Linked DNA regions of Macaca mulatta: all the other regions are linked to region 1. Evidence: chromatin contacts called from public Hi-C data. All regions are on one chromosome and are shown on one strand. The core of a region is the stretch at or near the end of the contact, and the rest is flanking DNA. Distances in the headings are between cores, read along the strand shown. Region 1 holds the start of BHLHE40 (basic helix-loop-helix family member e40). Region 2 holds the start of EDEM1 (ER degradation enhancing alpha-mannosidase like protein 1). Region 3 overlaps ITPR1 (inositol 1,4,5-trisphosphate receptor type 1). Region 4 holds the start of LOC114676384.

What was found. Hi-C and Micro-C count contacts between places; a contact is called where the count stands out from the background.
Region 2: a contact with region 1 is called in a Hi-C map of blood, with 9 times the contacts expected there. The contact joins the promoter of EDEM1 here to the promoter of BHLHE40 in region 1. A contact is called at or near these places in 2 of 14 Hi-C or Micro-C datasets (blood and liver).
Region 3: a Hi-C map of liver shows a contact between it and region 1, with 3 times the contacts expected there. The contact joins the enhancer-like site here to the promoter of BHLHE40 in region 1. A contact is called at or near these places in 2 of 14 Hi-C or Micro-C datasets (fetal cortex germinal zone and liver).
Region 4: a contact with region 1 is called in a Hi-C map of blood, with 2.7 times the contacts expected there. The contact joins the promoter of LOC114676384 here to the promoter of BHLHE40 in region 1. A contact is called at or near these places in 3 of 14 Hi-C or Micro-C datasets (CD4 T cells, blood and liver).

The regions. Positions count from the first base shown.
Region 1 is chr2:143,718,186-143,721,077 of T2T-MMU8v2.0, forward strand. BHLHE40 (basic helix-loop-helix family member e40) reads left to right here and starts at 1,497. Exons shown (of 5, transcript NM_001257518.1): 1 at 1,497-1,837; 2 at 2,001-2,070; 3 at 2,331-2,438. The coding sequence starts at 1,758.
Region 2 is chr2:143,920,721-143,923,576 of T2T-MMU8v2.0, forward strand. It overlaps EDEM1 (ER degradation enhancing alpha-mannosidase like protein 1), which reads left to right and starts at 1,519. Exons shown (of 12, transcript NM_001265750.1): 1 at 1,519-2,058. The coding sequence starts at 1,550.
Region 3 is chr2:143,486,811-143,489,696 of T2T-MMU8v2.0, forward strand. The region is part of intron 44 of ITPR1 (inositol 1,4,5-trisphosphate receptor type 1); the gene reads left to right. Among named protein-coding and RNA genes, the nearest start is that of BHLHE40, 230 kb to the right of the region's middle. Within about 2 kb of position 1,326, at least 8 of the 40 cell types and tissues checked have an H3K27ac peak or open chromatin away from gene starts, as enhancers often do. A contact at or near this core is called in liver, where this site is marked.
Region 4 is chr2:143,567,465-143,570,164 of T2T-MMU8v2.0, forward strand. It overlaps LOC114676384, which reads right to left and starts at 1,305. Exons shown (of 4, transcript XM_077993344.1): 1 at 1,243-1,305; 2 at 725-879. The region is part of intron 60 of ITPR1 (inositol 1,4,5-trisphosphate receptor type 1); the gene reads left to right.

The DNA of each region.
Region 1 (2,892 bases), core at 247-2,746:
TCGATACAATTTTCCCAGGGCTGCCTTTCCTTTATTGCTCAATTTATCCTCTTCCTAGAGGTTCTGTAAGTTCAAGGGCAGGATCCGTGTCGGATTCATCAACAAACACAGCGCCTAGCACAGAGTAGGGGGCTCAACAAATATGTGTCGACTGCATGATTGCTAAGATTTTACTGTGTAACAGGCGGTTTTATTTCTTGTCTCTCTCATCCCTCCTGCCCTGGGTGCAGACCGCAAACAGCGCCGCCGAAGTTCCCAACAGGCAGGGAGAGGGCCGATCCGGGTTGGCACACCACGTCCCCGGGGTCTCAGTCCCTGGGTCAACGCAGAGGGGCTCGCGGTCCGCGGCGCTGCGACCTGAGCCCCGGCCACGTGAAGCGTCACGCCCTGCGCTGCTGCAGGGCAGGCGCCGCCGCCGCGGTTGTGTAACGCTGCAGCCGGAGGGGAGGCGACCCGGGCGCCTCTGCTCTGGAGGGGGCAGAGGAGGGAGGGAACACCGGGCACCGTGCCCGGTATCTTTCTGTGCTTGACTGGCCGGGAGGAAGGGGGTGACACTGGGGCACCCAGGGGGCTGCGCAACCAGGTGCCCGCCCGCCCGCAGGCTGTGCCCGGGAGCGGAGCTCCTGGGGAGCGAGGGGCCCTCGGCTCACACCCTCCTCGGTCAGGTGCGCGCGGCGTGCTCGGCGGCAGCCTCAGCTGCCCCTGCGCTTGGCTGTCTGCCCGCTTCCCATGGGGTGACATCCGCCCCGCCCCTCGGTCCCTCCCCAAGGCGGGCAATTCCTGGACGCGAGGGTGAGCAGTGGGGGCAGGGAAGCCAGGACGGAAAGAAACCCCAGCCTCTGGGGAAGGCTGGGGGGCCGGGCGACTCCCTCCGCTGAGCGCCGGTTCCTCCAAGCGGGCCGGGCGGGGGAGGAGGAAGAGGGCTGGGCTGGAGCTAGCAAGGGGATATTCCTCTCCCGGCTTGAGTCAGACGCGGGCGGATCCGTCCTCCCCCGTTCCCTCCCAGGAGACGGGAACTTACTTCATTTCCCTGGGGCAGGTTCGCCCACGTTACCAACTCTCCCCCTCCCCCAGCAGCCCCGTCCCTTCCAGCTTCCGCGCCCCCCACCCAACTGGGCAGGACCCAGGTTGCGCTGCCACCCCCTCTTCGGGGAAAGGCGGCCGCAGCCGCAGACACCTGGGGGCCGGGGCTGGGGGTGGGGGCTCCCTAGCAGCCGCCGGAGCGTTGTCCAACACGTGAGACTCATGTGATGAAGCCGGGGGAGGGCGGGCAGGTCGCTCCTTCCCTCCCCGGCAGTGGCCAGACGTGCCTGGAGTCACAGGGTAGAACACGTAGCTCCAACCCACCCACTCGCTCCCATTTAACCCAGCCCGCAGCCTCTCCATTACTCCTCGGCTTGTGCCCCCACCCCCCCCACTCCGCCCTAACCGCCCCCCCCCCACCCGCTCCCTCCCGCCTCCCCGCCCGCCCCACTTCTCATTCACTTGGCTCGCACGGCGCAGACCGCGCAGGGAGCACACACCGCCAGTCTGTGCGCTGAGTTGGAGCCAGAGGCCGCGGGGACACCGGGCCATGCACGCCCCCAACTGAAGCTGCATCTCAAAGCCGAAGATTCCAGCAGCCCAGGGGATTTCAAAGAGCTCAGACTCAGAGGAACATCTGCGGAGAGACCCCCGAAGCCCGCTCCAGGACAGTCCTCATCCAGACGCTCCGCTAGAGCAGACAGGAGCGCGCAGTGGCCCCGGCTCGCCGCACCATGGAGCGGATCCCCAGCGCGCAACCACCCCCCGCCTGCCTGCCCAAAGCACCGGGACTGGAGCACGGAGACCTACCAGGGTAAGTTGGCACTCCTTGGCCCTTCAAGCCTCAACTCCAGCCCCATGTTATGCGCCACTCTCAACTTGGAGCAGCTCCGGGCGCACCGGGGGGTTCTTGCCCGGCAGAACGCCTGCAGCCGTGCGCAAGCAGTCACGACCCTTCCTGGTCTCTCTTCCTGCAGGATGGATTTTGCCCACATGTACCAAGTGTACAAGTCAAGACGGGGAATAAAGCGGAGCGAGGACAGCAAGGTAAGCAAGTGCACCCCTGGGGACCCTGCGCTCAGCCCCTCGCGCGCGCTGAGTTTCCAAGAAAAGTTTTCTCGCTTAGAGGTTGGCGAGGGGATGCAGGGTGTGGGCTCGGTGCCTCTTCTGAGTGACTTGGAAAAGAAGGGGCAGATGATGGTTCTGGTGCTATTCTGCTCCTCTGCCGGACTCGTGCTGCGGGGCTGGGAGGATAGGCTTCTCATCTCCTTTCCCAAGCGCCCACCGCCTCCCCGTGCGTCTTGCAGGAGACCTACAAATTGCCGCACCGGCTCATCGAGAAAAAGAGACGTGACCGGATTAACGAGTGCATCGCCCAGCTGAAGGATCTCCTACCAGAACATCTCAAACTTACAGTAAGTGAGAAGCTGGCCCCTTTCCAACCCAGTCCTTTGCCCAGAGGGCGGGCGGGGGTCACTCGCCGCCTGCAGGTTCCGCGGGGAACTGCAGACCAGACGGGCGGATCAGAGCTGGCGGGTGGCTCTGTGGTGGGGTCCTCCTCCACAGTCCTTGCGTTTTCTGGCTGACTCATGCAAATGAGGCGAGAACCGCTTGGACCTCTCCAAGTTGGCTACAACACCAACTGGCCTTCCTTTTCAAGAGTTTAACTTCTGGTGATTTTCAGGATTCCCTAGTTTTTCTAACTTAAAGGAACACGCCAAGCAACACACACATTTACCCCTTTCCCTCCACCACTCCCCCCACCTTTTTTTTTGTTGTTAAATAAGTGGACTTGCTTTGGTGTGTGATTTTTACGGCCTGTCCTTTCTTGACAGTAGCCCTCAGCTACTTGGCAGCCTTTGGTTGGGG
Region 2 (2,856 bases), core at 269-2,768, 200 kb after region 1:
GAACAAGGCTCAGCCAATAGTAAGGACCTTCCTATGTGCCAGCTACCATGTGCTGTAATCAAGTGTTTTCTTAGTTCCCCCTTACACCTGCTCTGTATTTCAAAAAGTCCTCTACCCTGAAAATGTGCTGAGAGTGCCACATGACAACTTACCTTCTTATGCACTCCCTTGGTCGGCCATTCAGCCAATATCTGATTTGGGGGTCTAGTCAGGTCTTGCTTCCCAAGCTTTTCAGAAACCTTGATGAAACAGGCATAGGGTCTAAACTTAGAGCAAACCTTACAGCCAACTCCAAGTGCAGCAAGCAAAATAAATAAAACGTCTAAACCGTTGAATCTTTATGTGAAAGCCATAGCCCTTTAGAGCTAACATTTGCAACATTCTTAATTATAGGAAGTAGATATAGAGGAGTAAAGTGATTTAACTGGGAATCTACCCCACACCTCAAAAGTTAGGTCGTTAATTGCGGGTGCACAGGAGAGATGGTGGGATGGGAGGGACAAGAGAAGACATATTTAGATACATCTGGTTAATAATTTGGTGGTGGTGGGAGCCTTGATTCCCACCCCCAACCCGCACCCCCCTTTTAAAAAAATCCTATTGCCGAGACAAAAGCAATATAACATAATTTAGTATTTCCTGAAACTGCCGGTTTCTAGGAACTGCCCAAGAGTACCTATACGCACATTCCCGAGACACTGGAGTTGGATAGGTCTAGGGAGGGATCTGGGGATATGCGTTTTACAAGCATCAAGAGCGATTCTTAAAAATTGGGTGTTTAAATCAAAAGATTTATGATCTTTATGTGGCCTGCAGTTAACTGTTTTGTGCACTCCTTGAGCTAAAAGGTAGTATCCCACCCCCTCCATAAACAGACACCTAAGTTATAAAACTTCTGCCCTAGATATGCAAAAATAGTTCCTTTTATACAGAAATGATCCTTTCCTTCTTTTCAGTATGTATCTTTTAACTGTCATCACTCCTAACCTAGACCTAGAGTGGTTTTGTTCCGGTCCCAGCTCTGCCGGACACACGCTCTGCCCAGAGAGAGACCCGATCTACCCAAGGCCAGGCGGCCTAGGGCCACGTCTGTGTCTAGCGTCCGGCGGGCGCTGCCGTGCCGCTCTCCCATTGGCTGGAAGTTCCCTCGCCTGGGCCGGCGCGGCTCCTGCTCGCCACGCCAGCCCGTCGGGCTACCGACCGCCCAGGGGGGCGGAGCTTGGAGGGACGGGGCGGGGCCCGGGTGAGGGGCGGGGCCTCGGGGCGTCGCGGACGTCCCGGCGGCCTACGGCGTGGGAGGGAGTCCTGGGCCGCGCCCCGCGAGGCCGGGCCCTGGCCGGGCCAATCCCGGGCCACCGGGCGAGCGAATGCTGGGCCTGGCGGGCCCGCCCGAGAGCCTGGGGGTTGGGGACAATGGGCTAGTTCCTGGTGCGTCACGGGGGAGTTCCTTAAAGGGGAAGTGAGCCGGGCTACGGGGCGAGCGCGGGGTGCGGTGGTCGGCGGGGAGGCCCCCGCGCTTTAAAATAATGCCCGCCGCGCCCGCGCGACCATGCAATGGCGAGCGCTTGTCCTGGGGCTGGTGCTCCTCCGGCTTGGCCTCCATGGAGTATTGTGGCTCGTCTTCGGGCTGGGGCCCAGCATGGGCTTCTACCAGCGCTTTCCGCTCAGCTTCGGCTTCCAGCGTCTGAGGAGCCCCGACGGCCCCGCGTCGCCCGCCTCGGGGCCCGTGGGCCGGCCTGGGGGGCTATCTGGACCGTCGTGGCTGCAGCCGCCGGGGACCGCGGCGACGCAGAGCCCGCGCAAGGTTCCGCGGCGTCCTGAGCCGGGGGTGTGCGGCCCAGCCCACTGGGGCTACGTGCTGGGCGGCCGGGACCGCGGCCCGGACGAGTACGAGAAGCGCTACAGCGGCGCCTTCCCTCCGCAGCTGCGTGCCCAGATGCGCGACCTGGCACGGGGGATGTTCGTTTTTGGCTACGACAACTACATGGCGCACGCCTTCCCTCAGGACGAGCTCAACCCCATCCACTGCCGCGGCCGTGGGCCCGACCGCGGGGACCCGTGAGTAGCCCCCGCCGCCCGGGGCCGCGCGCCCAAGCGCTTCCTTCCGCCCTCCGCTCCGGGGTGCAGCCGTCTGTCCTCCGAGGGCGCCAGGGCCGTTAGGGTCCCGGGCAGCGTCCCCGCACCGTGTCCCGCCTGAGTCCCTGTGAAGACACCCGAGCTTGAGGGTGCGGGGTGGGCCGGTGGCCTTCCTCTCCTGATTCTCCCGCAATCTCCAAACTTCAGAACTGCTGTCCAGCTCAGTGTCTTACACATGAGGAAACTGAGGTCCAGGACCAGAAGGGACAGTGGCAGTGCCAAGGGCTGGCTTGGAGGGCTTTCCACTTCCATCTTGAGCCCCTCCTCCGGATGAACATAAACTCTAGATGAAATCTCCATGCTTCCCGTGTAAACGCAGCTTCAGAACAAGTCTTTTCCCCGTACCCCCACCTCCATCAGATTGCCACACCCACGTCCTTTCTGTGTAAAAAGCCAAGAGTTGACTTCTCCAAAGCCGTCCATTGAGTTTGAGGCAGAACGGGGTTACAGCCTCTCCTTCACAGGGGCTGCTTCTTACGCTGAGGATAGGTGGTGGGGAGGGAAGCTATGTGGCCCACATTTGGGGTCCAGATACTTGAGGTGAAATTTATTGGATGCTGAATTGACTGTCAACGTCATTACCCTGTGCGATCTGTCCTATAAATCCCCCCCTCTGGTGGCGTGGTTGTCAGGGAAGGTCAGCCAGCCCTCCCTGTCCACCAGCCTTGTTTGCAAAGGCTGAGCTCCAAGGTTCACCGCTGTTGACGTCCAAGTCCAAGA
Region 3 (2,886 bases), core at 76-2,575, 230 kb before region 1:
TGCCTTAGGATAAGCTCACTGGGAATCACAGCACTCCAGAAATTCTAGATTTCATTGTCCAGACCCTAGAAGATTCAATTTATGGGAATCCACAAATAATGACATACAGTGCTTGCTAGGCACTCTCATGGAGTTTGCTCCCTTATTATGAAACCCTGTCATCCATCACATCCTCACCTAAAGCCCTGAAATGCCTGGAAGCCAAATACAAGTTACTTCCCAGTCTGGCATAATGGGCTCCCAGGGGTGGTGTCCCCAGGTCTCCCAGCATCAACTCTCCCTGTCCCGGCTCCTGCAATGGTGATAACATCTGAGGATAGATCGTGACTCCCAGACTTCTACCTGGCTGCCATCAGAGCAGGGTTCACATTGAATCCTCTGCTTGTGGGAACAAGGAGACAGTACCACAGCCCATGGATTTTCCAGAAACGAGTGACACGTTGTCAGGTGACGGGATCACGCTTGTCTTGAAGAGAACTTCCTGCTTTCTTTCTCCCCACTCTGGTGCCACCCGCTTCCTGCCAGCCCCCAGAAGCAATATTTCCTTGTGGCTTGATGTTTTGTAGCAAGTGGAAAACTATAAAATAAGCATTTGCTTATGAATTAATTTTTGGCACACACGGGGCTCAGCAGGGCTCACGGCACTTTCATATCCGTCCTTCGAGTCCTTGCCAATTTCTGTGTTCCTTCCTCCTAAGATGTTCCCACCAGTGTCTGGGGGAAGTTCCCTTCGCTTCCTCTTCCTTACAGAAGGACAGGGGCTGTCCTTACCTGGAATGAAGAGTAGGAGAGGCTATCTTTGGACATACCTCGTTTTTTATTTTTCTTTTTTTAAGCCAATACAGATGTTTTGGGATATGTATGTTGACGTGCCCATAGAGAACCTCCTAGCACATTATGGGGATAGATGGTTAAACATTTTTTTGGACTAATTGCTTCTGGTTTCAGAAGCACCGGGAATTTCATGTATCAAATGGCTGCCCACGTCTATTCCTATGCCAAAGTCTAGTCTACAGACACACCCGAAAAGGGTTTTCTTTTCTGCACGTAAGCAGCTAGAGATGGAAAATGTGAGAAGTGCTCCATCAGGAAACTGGCCTGCGAATTCAGCAGAGAGAGTGATCCCTGGTTCATGAGGCCTTTCCTACACCACACTCTTTTTTTTTTTTTTTTTTTTGAGGTTGGCTTAAGAAATCAGCCCAAGAACCAGTGTTAGATAGGAAATCTCACATCCCTTCCAGAAGTCACTGCAACACAGTGTGGGAGGGACACGTTGGTTGGGCTACCTCTGACCCCAGTTAGCAGAGAGATGAGGGTGGAAAGGGTAATTTGATTTGCCTCTGCTGGAAACGGAAGGCCAGTTTGTGAGGAAGATCAGCCTTGGTTTGACAGGGCAGTCACCCTGAGGAGGAGGAAAAGATTGGTGTGTGAGCAAGTTACGTAAATGGGTGTTGTTTTTGGCAGGGAAGTCAGGAATGAGTCACTTCTGAGCGGTGTTTTCTAACCTCAGTTTTATCCATGTGGGAAAGGAGTGGAGCCAGCATTGGAGTCAGGGCAGCTCTCCTCCTGCATGTGAGGGGTTCGAGAGCTGTTGGCATTAAAGAAAGAGGGAGGCAGTGACTTGTCGCCAGCAGGCGTCCCCAGAGACCCTGCCCTTCCGCTGAAGCTGTGAGGGGTCAGCAAAGCTGTCCCAGGTTGGCTCAAGGACCAGCTGGGCTCCTTTGAGAAATGGTGGAGTAAAGTTGGGGACTCGGGGAGGACCCCTGGAAGGAGAGAGCCTATCACATACAGGAGCATGGCCTTCAGACCACAATATTTGTGCTGGAATTCTAGCTCTGCCCCTGCCAGCCTTGAGTGACCTTGGGGTTTGTTAGAGCAACTTTGAAACTCAGTTTCCTCATCTGCAAAATGAGGGTTGGAAAAGCCTAGTCCCTTCCTTATGGAGTTGCAAACAACATGGGGGTAAAGTGTGTGGTCCGGTAGACATGTAGAGGTGCTGCCGGAGCTGCTGATTTTGTGGTGTGGGTACAGCCTGGGCTCAAGCCCTGCCTCCTACATGCCCACATCAGGACTCCTGGCGAAGTCCACCTCACTCATCCCACTGGTTCCTGACTTGGAGAACAGGATGGTGACAGTTCCCACCTCAGAGAACTCCTGAGATGGTTTCATAGACTATTTATAGAAAGCACCTCACGCAGCGTCTGGCCAATACAAAGATCTCAAGATGATGTTCTTATTTTTATTTGTTCGTATATGTTTTTAAGAGATGGGGTCTTGCTATGTTGCTGAGGCTAGACTTGAACTCCTGAGCTCAAGCAATCCTCCTGCCTCAGCCTCCTGAGTAGCTCGGACTATAGGTGCTGGCCACCATGCTTGGCTCTAATTAATAATATTTTTATTTATTTTAAATACATGCTGTATTTTATGAAAGTTGTTTTCTGTCTAAAATCCTACTTCTGATATTTTCCATTTTTGCGTAGTGGTTTATCATCCAGCGGGCCTGGGGGACGCTCTGTTTTATGTTATTTACACACTCAATTGACCCAAGTCCCTCTGACTGTATATTAAAAATGATTTTAGAACTCCAGGACATTGGGAAATGTCATTGCCTTGGGTACAGGTTATTTAGGTTGGTGCAAAAGTAATTGCAGTTTTTGCCATTAAAAGTAATGAGAGACATTCTGGGATGAAGCAGAAAGAAAAACAGCAATCTACTCACTTCTTTGTGGTTTGAAGTGCTCCCTGGCCCAGGCCATTGTCTTGTCTGTCCTTTTTTCCTTTCCTTTCTTTCCCTCCTTCCCTTCCTTCCCTCCTGCTTTCTTTGCCTTCAACCTGAACACCTCACACCCTTCTTCACCATTCCCAGGAAACTGGACTGTTACTGAA
Region 4 (2,700 bases), core at 55-2,554, 150 kb before region 1:
TGTGAGCAGTCACTTGATGAGGATTAAGAGCCAGAGTGACCTGTAGCCCGCCACCCACCCAGCCCGGTCAGAGCCCGCTGCATGGCAACACTCTGAGAACCCGGGCGTTTGGTGTGCTTTCCCCATCCACATCATTCTTTGATTATATGAGACATCTTGTCAGAAAAGCTAAAAATCTACAGTATCAAAGAATTATTCTCTGAATGTTAAAGTTGTTGCAGAACCAGATGTTCTGTGTGCTAAGTGGTGGCTCAGAGAAGCATCAGATCTACCAGCTAAACGGTGGTGCCTTCTTGCCTGCGCTATCTGCTGTGGTGTTTGGTCTTGAAACCACAGGAATCCCTGCTGGGGACTCCTAAGGGAGCATTAGCCCCATCACGGTAGCAGCTGGGGTGCTCAGCTGAGTCATTTGGTGTGGGTGGGGGCCGGGGCCCCATGGGACCTCAGAGCTGCGGTGCAGAGGCTACAAGACCACCTGCGGGCCCCGATTAGTCACACCCTGTGGAGGCAGCCACAGCTGAGACGAGGCCCCCACAAGCCTCCCCCTTGAGCAGGGGCATCCTACCCACTGCTGCTGAGAGGGAAAATTAGGTGATCTCTTGAATGAGCCAACCCCAGGAGGCTGTAGCTACTCTAGTGTGGAGGACAGAGAAGGGACAGCTGATGGGCAGTGGCAGAGATGGAAGGAAAAGCAGGTTGGAGGGCTCACTGCCCTCTTGCTTACCTTGTCTTTGAGACAGGCTCTTTTAGGGTATGTGGTCCTCAGGAAAAATACCTCTTGCCTAATTGCAGAAGGCTGGGATGTTGGATTCTTCTGCAGCTCTCCTTTAGCCCATGGATGAAGATCCCAGAGACTCCTGGAGACTTGTGGAGTGACATCTGCCAAAAGGCAACCCAAGAGAACCAATGGAAAAGGCCTCAGATGCCACTCAGGCAGGGAGGAGCCCAGCTGCCCTGAGAGCAGCTCCTTGCAGACAGCAGCATCAGAGATAGCAAATGGGTTTTCATCTCAACCCACACTGGGTCATAGAATTCACCTGGGGCACTGTATTGAGAAGGGTTCTTGGAAACCCAGGCTGACTTGGAAAGAATGACATTTGCGGAGTCATGAATGAAAGAGGTGTCTGTGTGCAGAGCCCTGGCCCTCCCTGCCTAGACCCGTATCCCAAGGGCACATTCCCTCCATTGGTGGCTGCTCAGCCATGTGAAAACACAACAGCCTGTCTAGATCAGATATTTCACCTTTCCTAATTCCTGCTGGAACTGGCCTGCAGACAAGGTGACAGGACCTCTTCTCGCTGTTCATCTCTGGAGGGAGGGAAAGAGGGAACATGCAAAGAAGCTCTGTCTTAAGTTGAGAACTCTGCAACCAGCTGTTCATCCACAGGTTAATCTTGTTTAAACATAATAGATAGAATATTTCCCTCTCCCCTTTTGGTCTTACCCTCTCTCCTTTCACTGGAGATGGGAGTATCCCCCTCAAAGCTGGGGCCAGGCTGATGCCTACCATGAAGTCCTCACTACCCAAGAAGTGGAGGCAGCAGATCCAAGGTGAGAGTTTCTGCTCTGTGCCTTCCCGCACCACATGACCTTGGGCAAGTCATGGGACTTTGCTGACCTGGGTTTCCTGTCTTACATCGCGGTTCATACCACCTCACACATCCATTGGGTGGTAGACATGAGATAAATGAGACCTGGCAGATGGGAGGCACACATGGAGGGAGGGAGCAGGTGAAAGAACAACTGAGCAACAGGCCCAGAGCACAGCCAGCCAGGAAGCAGGGGCTGCGGGGCTGACAGCAGAGCTGACAGAAGCATCGTTTCCTATGGTTCCAAGACTCTGCAAGACTCCTTGGCTGTGGGCATGCTGTCACTAAGAAAAGTGAGAGTGGGCATCTTGACTCTTAAGAGCCTCCTCCCCTGGAAAATCCCCATGTCTTCCTCGCTCTTGAACTTTAAATCTGTAAGCGTGCTTAAAAGTTGAGGCAGGGCATGGTTGACATTAGCGTTCTTTGTTGAATAGGGCACAGATACTTGTGAATTCCATCCATGTCTTCAGTGGTTTCCTCTACTTGCTTTTACTGCCCAGAAGTAGGGCTTTCAGTGATTTGGGGAGTGGACCCCGAGTTCTGTGTATTCAAGGCAAACCTTAGATTAATCATGAAATCATTCATGGTTCGCTGGTAGATTTGTCCTTCAACTCAAGCACCTGATGGAAGGCGATGCTGTCGAGTACTCAAATGACCAGGGGAAGTGAACCCTCCTCCACTGTATCTCACAGTGCCACTCAGTTCCCGAGATGCAATTTCATATTCATTGACTTGGGCCCCAGACAAGCCTGTGCTTTCAGAAAAATGTGACTGAGGTGACCTGACATAGCCCTTGGCAAAATCAAGGGAAGAGAGAAAAAAATTTCCTTTCCCTGCAGGAACTTGAATTTGGTGCCATCATCGTTTTGGTGATAGCCTTTTTTAATAAGCAAATTTTTATTAACCTTGATCTACATTTAAGTTTTCACAGTAATTTATATGCTGCACACCCTTTTTTGAATAATTTTAGCACTGTTTGGCTTTGCTCTAGTGCCAACTAAACTGAGAATTTGTGTTAGTCTACAGATGATGATTTGAAAGGCCATGCTATTGGAGCTATTTAATCGAAGTAAGTGGTGAATTCATCATGAGCACTTTGCCTGACAGAATT